Linked DNA regions of Xenopus laevis: region 1 is linked to region 2. The links are chromatin contacts, called in public Hi-C maps. All regions are on one chromosome and are shown on one strand. The core of a region is the stretch at or near the end of the contact, and the rest is flanking DNA. Distances in the headings are between cores, read along the strand shown.

Region 1 (3,852 bases), core at 1,254-3,753, 140 kb before region 2:
TCATTTTGTATTCTTTATAGTTTTTTATTTATTTGCATTCTTCTTCTTCTGACGTTTTTAATCTTTCTAATGGCAGTGACTGACCAAATCTAAAAGACAAATGCTCTGTGAGTCTATAAATGTATAGTATTGATATTTTCTATTACTCAGCTTTCTGTTCAGGCCTCTCCTATTCATATTCCTGTCTCTTATTCAAATCAATGCATGGTTGCTAGGGGAATTTGGACTCTAGCAACCAGACAGCTAAAATTGCAAACTGGAGAGCTGCTGAATAAAAAGCTAAATAGCTGAAAACCCAAAGATAAACAGCCCATTTAAGGTGGCACATGTTTTTTATTTATATAATGCCAATGTTATTAATAGGAAAGGATAATAATATAGATAGGAAGACCCTTAAAGTAGCAATCACACCCATTTAGCCGATGACAACTGAAAGGGTTCAGCCTGATTTTCCATAACCTCAACTGTTTTGATCAGAGGTAATTGGGAGATTTGTGAGTGCTAAGGCAGTACAGCACAGCCACCCCAGTCTACCCCAGACATGGCAGCTAGTGGCGCCCTCTCCTACCTCTGCCTCAGGCCATTTCCCTGTAAAAGTAATTACTATAATTAGTAATTATTTTTCCATTATACCAAGACTACAACATGCTCTTGTCAATAAGAAAATACATTTCCATTGTAAAAGATAAAGTCAGATCCATAAAGCTTTCTGTGGGAGAGTACCTTATCTCATGGAAAGCCCCTGGACACTATCGTGATCATTATGAACATTTTCTTCTTGCATTACATTAATACAAACAATTAGCACACTGCTTGGATTCGCCTGCATACAGGTATCGAATGTTTTATTCTTTACCCCATCTTGAGTCCAAAACTTAAGGTGGCCATACACGGGCAGATAAAGCTGCCGATATCAGTTGTTTAGACCAATTTGACAGCTTATCTGCCCGTGTATGGGGGCTTCCGACAGGTCTTCCCGATTGATATCTGGCCACCATATCGATCGGGAAGGTTTGATTTTTACCCGACCGACCCATCAGAGCCCCACCATACGGCCGAATGTTCGAATTACCCCCGATATAGCCATGCCGTTAGTGGCATATCGGGGAAAGATCCGCTCGTTTGGCGATGTTGCCAAACGAGCAGATCTTTGAGTCTATGGCCAGCTTTACTCATTCTTATCTTTCTCATAGCTGGGAATAAATAAAAATAACAAGCGGAACCTGGAAAAGATGTCATGATTTAGGGCTCTTACAGACGAGCGTTTTTATCTGCGCACCCCTGCGTTCCGGATTCATGTGTTCAGCCGCAGGGGTGCGCAGGAGTAGACACACTGAATTATTTTCAATGTCGCTGTACTCACACAGACGCATGTAAGTGCCGAACGCAGGTCAAATGCAACATGCTGCATCCCAACCTGTGTTCGCCGCTTACATGCGCTTGTGTGAGTACAGCGACATTGAAAAGAATTCAGTGCGTCTACTCCTGCGCACCCCTGCGGCTGAACACATGAAACCGGAACGCAGGGGAGCGCAGCTAAAAAGGCTCGTCAGTAAGAGCCCTTGATGCTCTGTTCCAGAAAGGGAGACAGGTGTCCCCTGACCAAGGCTCACCAGGAAAAATTCCTTATTGGGCAGGTCAGTCCTGTAAGGCAGTAATGGAAATGCAACTACTGCAAGATAGCTTGCAATGGAAGCATTTAGAAATCTTTATGCCATGTTTTTTCAGATGATTAATTGATAATAGATTTACATAGATTTTATATATATATATATATATATATATATATAAAATTTCATTTATATATATTATATATAGCTATAATTTCTAAGTCGTGGAGGATATTGCATTGCAGTGTACATTGGGAAAATGCAGGCATTCAAATGAAAGCTAGCTCTAACTCAGACTAATAATCACGCAGTTGTAAGATCTTCCACCAGGTGGCATTACTCAAGCTGTGGAAAAACTAGAGACGTAGAACATAGGAAGAAAATCAGTGAGTGCACATTATTATTATTATTGTCATTTTTCATGTATTTATAAAGCGCTAACATATTCTGCAGAAGTGTATAACTATTGGGTGTATACACTGAACATGCAGACTACCTACAAAAATACAACCAATAACTAATATAAGAGGTAAAGAGAGTCCTGCTCAATAGAGTTTACAATCTAAAAATATTTACCATGGGTTATTGTTTTCCTCTCACTCCTGTCATACTTACAGACCCGGATTTGTGGAAAGGCCACCAGGACCCAGGCCTAGGGCGGCAGGATTTTAGGGGGCGGCATGCTGCCCAACCACACCCACATGGTTTCAGAAACACTGAGGATGGGCAGGAGATAAAATAGTTTTTTTAATTTCCTATGCACCAATCCCATTGCTCCGGTCAAGACAATGGAAATTTGAGTGAATAAAAGGGAGAGGACACGGGCGGCGAACGTCAGAGAGCCTAGGGGTGTCTGGTATATAAATCCGGCCCTGCATACTAAACATATCCAGGTCAGGCAAGGAGATTAAGCAATTAGTTGCATGCTGCTTGCTACACTGGTTTGAGTGCAGCCTTGCTGTTTGTATCTAAAGGAAACTGCTAATTAACTATTCAGTTAGACTCAGGAATAGGAGATTCCTCGAGAAAAGCACCATCTAACTAGTTCAACTATAAAGGAGTAATAGCTCTGGGTGTTGCAAATATTATACCTGTGTAGCATCATCGGGTGGATGAAATTGGATGAATTGAAGTATCAGTGAAGTGATTGATTATTGTACTAACTGTGCAGTACCACCAAATATTATCCACAAATATTTTAATTATTTATTACAAAAAACAATGATTCCCAATGATTAAAGGATCGGTCCTGTGTGTGTCATACAGTGTGATTGACCCTTTGATACAGTTAAGGGCAATTATAGGAGTGATCAACGCTGCCCCCAACCTTCCTCTCTGGCCCCAGTAGAGTTGCCACCTGGCCGGTAAAAATGACGGTTGATTCCAATGTTATTAATAGGGAAAAAAGATAAATATATCGGAAGGCCAGTATTTTTTTCCAGAAAAGGTGGCAACCCTAGGCCCCAGACACGGCCCTGAAAGAGAAATGGGAGGGCAGGGAGGCCACAGGGGAGATGCAGTAAGAACGAGGCCCAGAGGGAACTTTTCAGCTGGAGGTGTCAGGGCCCTAGTCAGTTTCTAGGGATCAAGGAGTGGCACACCTTCAAAATAGCATTACGTATATGTCGCTAAACTCATTATAGAGCTACGGCGAGTAGCATTAGTGTTCTGGGTGATTAAGACCTAGGGGCAGATTCACACAAAGTGCGAAGTGGGCGAAGCTAGCGTCAATTCACCAGAAATCACATCTGCAGAGACATTGCCAATTCACTAACAGGCGTAGAGGACATTTCACTAGCGAACAAGACCGTCACTAGTGTTAATTCGCACCCTATCACCAGGCGACTTTGCTCTCTGGCGAACGGTCGTTACTCCGCAAGATACGAATTTTACTGAACGTTATCTCTTTCGCCAGAGTTTACTTCGCCACCTCAGACCAGGCGAACTGATAAAACAAAGCAACATCTTCCTCACTCTTATGTCAGTTACATCATACCCTGTATGACGGAAATTCATTACATTTGTAAAAAAAAAAAACGATGGCGACTTTTCTTTTTTTTAAAGCGAGATTGCCTGACTAATCTTTCATGGAGAGCCAAGACTTTAGAAAAGCTGGTTGAATTCTGCTTCTAACTGGGTCAGGTAATGCTTTCAATCGAATAATTTTATGCAGTGATCATACTGGCATGTCTGTGGTTAAGCTTTTTGTCCATTGATCTTCCTGCCTCGTATGGAATCAAGA
Region 2 (3,988 bases), core at 670-3,169:
AAAACAAGAGTATGAACCTTTTGGTGTCTGTATATCAATATTGGCACATGAGAAGAGCTGGTGTGTTGTCCGGTTTTAATTGTCACCCGTTGCATAATTAGAGGCCCATGTGAAACCAGAGCTGGGCCTATTCCTTATGAACCCCCCAGTTCATTATCAGCACAGCTGCCAGAGCCTGGGCCTACCTGTCAACCCCCCAACCCGATATCAGCACTGCTGTTTCCTAATCCAAGACCCTCTATCAGACCATATCTTCTAATTCTAACCCCACATGCATTATTGCATTCTGGAGGACAAAGACCAACACACACACCAGCAGGGCAATGCAGGATCAGCCTGTCTTCTACCTTGTGGAGTAAATGGTGGCTCTTTCAGGGAGGAGAAATGAGATTGCTATCATAACACTCTGGGTGTGAGAAAGGCAAATGGGTATATGCTGACTCAGTGTGTTAATCTGGCTCATGGTGCCGAGATGTTCTACCTTCAATATGGGGTTCTGCTGACACCTATTGGTTTTAAACATGGAAATGTTTCCATGGATGAAAGTTTCATAATGTGAAGACATGAGGATGAAATTCACGGTTTGACTAATCGGATCCTTTTAGCAATGCTCATATATCTCACCCATTTCCCTCCTGCACCCCAAAGGCTGTCGTTTCTATGGTTCTCCCCATCTCTTTTCTCATTCTATTCTTCTCCTTTATGGATTTGTCAGGTTCTCAGAACTTCTCATATATATCATGAAAAACTGTTTAAATCAATACATGACCAGGTCCAAAGATCAATATTTTAAGGTATTGCACATCCTGACTGATCCTTTTTTTCTGATATCTGGGACTGGAGATCTTTATAGATAGATATAGAGCTGGATTTAAGAGGCATTACCTTACAAGTCACCTCTGATCATACATTGAAAGACCAAATCATTTCTGATACTTTCAGTCGGTCTTCATTGTCTTACATTTTTGTGTTTTTGAGTTAGCTTTTTTCCAAGTAGCTCACAAGTTTGGCATTTCAGCATCTATCTGGTTCCTAGATAAAAAATAATTATACAGTGCTACCCCAATGTCTATTTTTATATTGCTCTATAGGTACTTAGTGAACCAGACTTTCCTATCTTCTCCCTGCAGCTGCCAGAATGTGGGACTATTAATTCTGATGCTGGAATTCCTGGAATCTGGAGAAGTGATTGGATCTAATTAGGGCCATTTATCTGCTGCTGCTCCTTCTCAAAAAGGCTCATCACAGGCGGCGGGTGACAGGCCTTATTCTGCTCAGGGTCCATCCACCGGACCCTTCTGGTGACGTCAGTGATGGGCAGGTCGAGGGTGCGTTATGGTCAGATATGGTTTTGATGTTTCCGTACATCACTAGTAGACTGTAGTCTTCCAACTCCCATAAACCTTTATCACTTTGGCTCAGGACATGTCTTCCATTGCACTTTGCACTTTAATCTACAATCATTGCCCCAGGGGTTTCCTGTGATGCTCTAAACAAGTGCAAATTCTCTCTGCCCTTCTTTAAAACCAGCCCTGCTTAGTACTCAGAGGACTTTGATTGCATTTGGCTTAGGCACTTTACATCAAATACAGCGAGCCGCATGGGTCAACTTCCTTTAGTGGTGTAACGTTTGGGTCCCAGGCCTCCTTGCAAAATTGTTTTCTGGGACCCACACCGCAGTCGAAAAAACATGGGCAACCAGCCACACACAAAACAAAAATCACAAGTGACCCATGATTTCATGTATGTGGTGGGTCACCTGTGAACCCCCTCCACCCATGGGCCCCCTAAACAGAAGCAGCAGAGGGTTGTGCATGTATTTTAGCCCATTCAGTATAGTGTCTGCTTTATCTTAGGATAAAGCAGGAGGTAAGGGGTCATTATCCCATGGAATTCTATCTTTCTTGCTGAAATAACAAGGCCTGTTTGAACAGGTTTAATGGATAGCTAGAAGAGCTCAGTGTCCTACTGGGAGTAACGAGGTACAGTCACAGAGCAGGAGCACGATGGCCAGAAGACGTGTCCCTTTAGCTTTAGTTTGGACAGTTTGGCTGATTATTTTGCCACTAGGATCCACTAGACCAATTGAAGAAGAATCTGATAGTGTGGAATTTAGAGCTACCCCTTCCCCAGAGGTCAACGTCCCCCCAAATTTGGAACCCCGTGGCACAAAACCAGAAGGACCAGTCCAGATAGACACAGAACAATTTAAGTTGGCAGCGGTAAGTGCTCTTAACATTAAACATGTGCCACTTCTCTACTCAGACTTTTCCTTTTCTTGGGCGGATACTCATTACTCCCTCCTATTGCAGCACACAAGCTATTTGCCCCCATTGACTTGTCATATTATTTGTGTTTCTGCCAAACTCAGTGAGGAAACTGCAGGGCAGGTGACCAATTACTGCCATTGCGACTGAGCCCCCTGCTACTCCAGGTCCCCCAAAGGGAAGGTGGGGAACCACTGCATTAATAATACGAATATGGTCACTGTCTAACGTAAGCAATGTACTGGCACAGCACCCCCTGTCTTACAGAGGAAGAAAACAAAGTGAATTGCAAGTATATTAGGAAATACAGGTTTTGGTTTTCTGTTCTACACAGACCTTTAAGCAAATGACCGGCTAAAACACCCTTGGTATTAAAGCAGATGATTAAACATTCATAAATGTTTATATATATTTTGGATTTTGTACATGATATGGGATTGCCGAGAGCAAGTAGTTCCCCTCTCTTCTCTACCTGAGGCAGCTTGTACTCCATGTTATATGGAGTATATGTTATAAAACGTTTGTTTTGTTACCCTGTTCAGGCTTTAGCTCAGGCATTAATGGTGGTGTTATTTTGGGTACCATTAGGCTTAAGGACCCCATACAAGACCAATAAAAGCTGCTAACAGACTGAGTCGGCAGCTTATTGGCCCATGTGTGGGGCCATCCGACAGGCGTCCAAGATCGATATCTGGCCGAAAGTCAAACAGGGTAAAAAATCCTGTTGGATCACGGCCGCATCTGTTCGTTGATGTGTTCCCACGATCCAACCACCTGTATCGCCTCCATTGGGCCCACAATCAGATCAGCCCGATATCGCCCACCTCAATATGGCGACATCTCCAAACGAATGGATCTCCCAGTGTATGGCCACCTTTACATTTCATTGTATACGTTCATTGGGGTTGTTTGGTTTTCTCTGCCTCAGCCAAGCTTCCCTATCATTCTTATGTCTATATGCAGAGTAGGACTGGACAATTGGGGGCCCACCAGGTTCTAATCCACCGGGGCCCTCGCAGCGCATTCGATGTGAATTCGCGAACGCCAATGCGTGGTGCGCATGTATGAACGGTGGCGCGTATGTGCGCATGCGTGAACGCTACTCTGCCCCGCAATTTGTTTTTTTTTATGGGGCCAGCTGAACAGGGAGCGGTGTCCTGCCGGGCCAGTCCGACCCTGTCTATATGTAAAGATTTTATCATTTGGGCTGTTTTCCAAGTGAGTGGATCTATACCTGATCTGAGCCTTGGCCCCTTGCTAATAATATGCCAATAGTTGTGGGACCTCAGCCAATGGGATTTTCTCTCCATCTAATCAATATTGATCAATATACAATATAACAACTAATATCTCATGTGTGACGAGGATGGAATCACCAGACCTTTCCATGATTTTGACCATCTTTGTTGGTACAAAACCCCTTATCAGTTCTCAGGCATATAATTCCTGTAATTGAATGGCAAACCTTGCATTAGTGCTGAAGATGCCTAGTATGGCCATGGATCTTGTCGTGTTGTCGTTGCCAGATGTGTATTAATTATATGTACGGGTGTATTTATGTATTTTCTGGAAAGAAATACAGGCAAGAGATCCGTTATCCGGAAACCCGTTATACAGAAAGCCCTGAATTACGGAAAGGCTGTCTTCCATAGACTCAATTTTATCCAAAAAATCCAAATCAAGTGATTTCCTTTTTCTCTGTAATAATAAAACAGTAGCTT

Evidence for each region. Hi-C and Micro-C count contacts between places; a contact is called where the count stands out from the background.
Region 1: a Hi-C map of the XL177 cell line shows a contact between it and region 2, with 7 times the contacts expected there. The contact joins the enhancer-like site here to the promoter of LOC108699276 in region 2. A contact is called at or near these places in 2 of 4 Hi-C or Micro-C datasets (the XL177 cell line and the XTC cell line).

What each region holds. Positions count from the first base shown.
Region 1 is chr8L:109,472,037-109,475,888 of Xenopus_laevis_v10.1, reverse strand. No RefSeq gene overlaps it. Among protein-coding and RNA genes, the nearest start is that of LOC108699279, 43 kb to the left of the region's middle. Within about 2 kb of position 2,503, at least 1 of the 7 cell types and tissues checked has an H3K27ac peak or open chromatin away from gene starts, as enhancers often do.
Region 2 is chr8L:109,326,467-109,330,454 of Xenopus_laevis_v10.1, reverse strand. LOC108699276 (matrix metalloproteinase-18-like) reads left to right here and starts at 1,919. Exons shown (of 8, transcript XM_018231261.2): 1 at 1,919-2,222. The coding sequence starts at 2,007.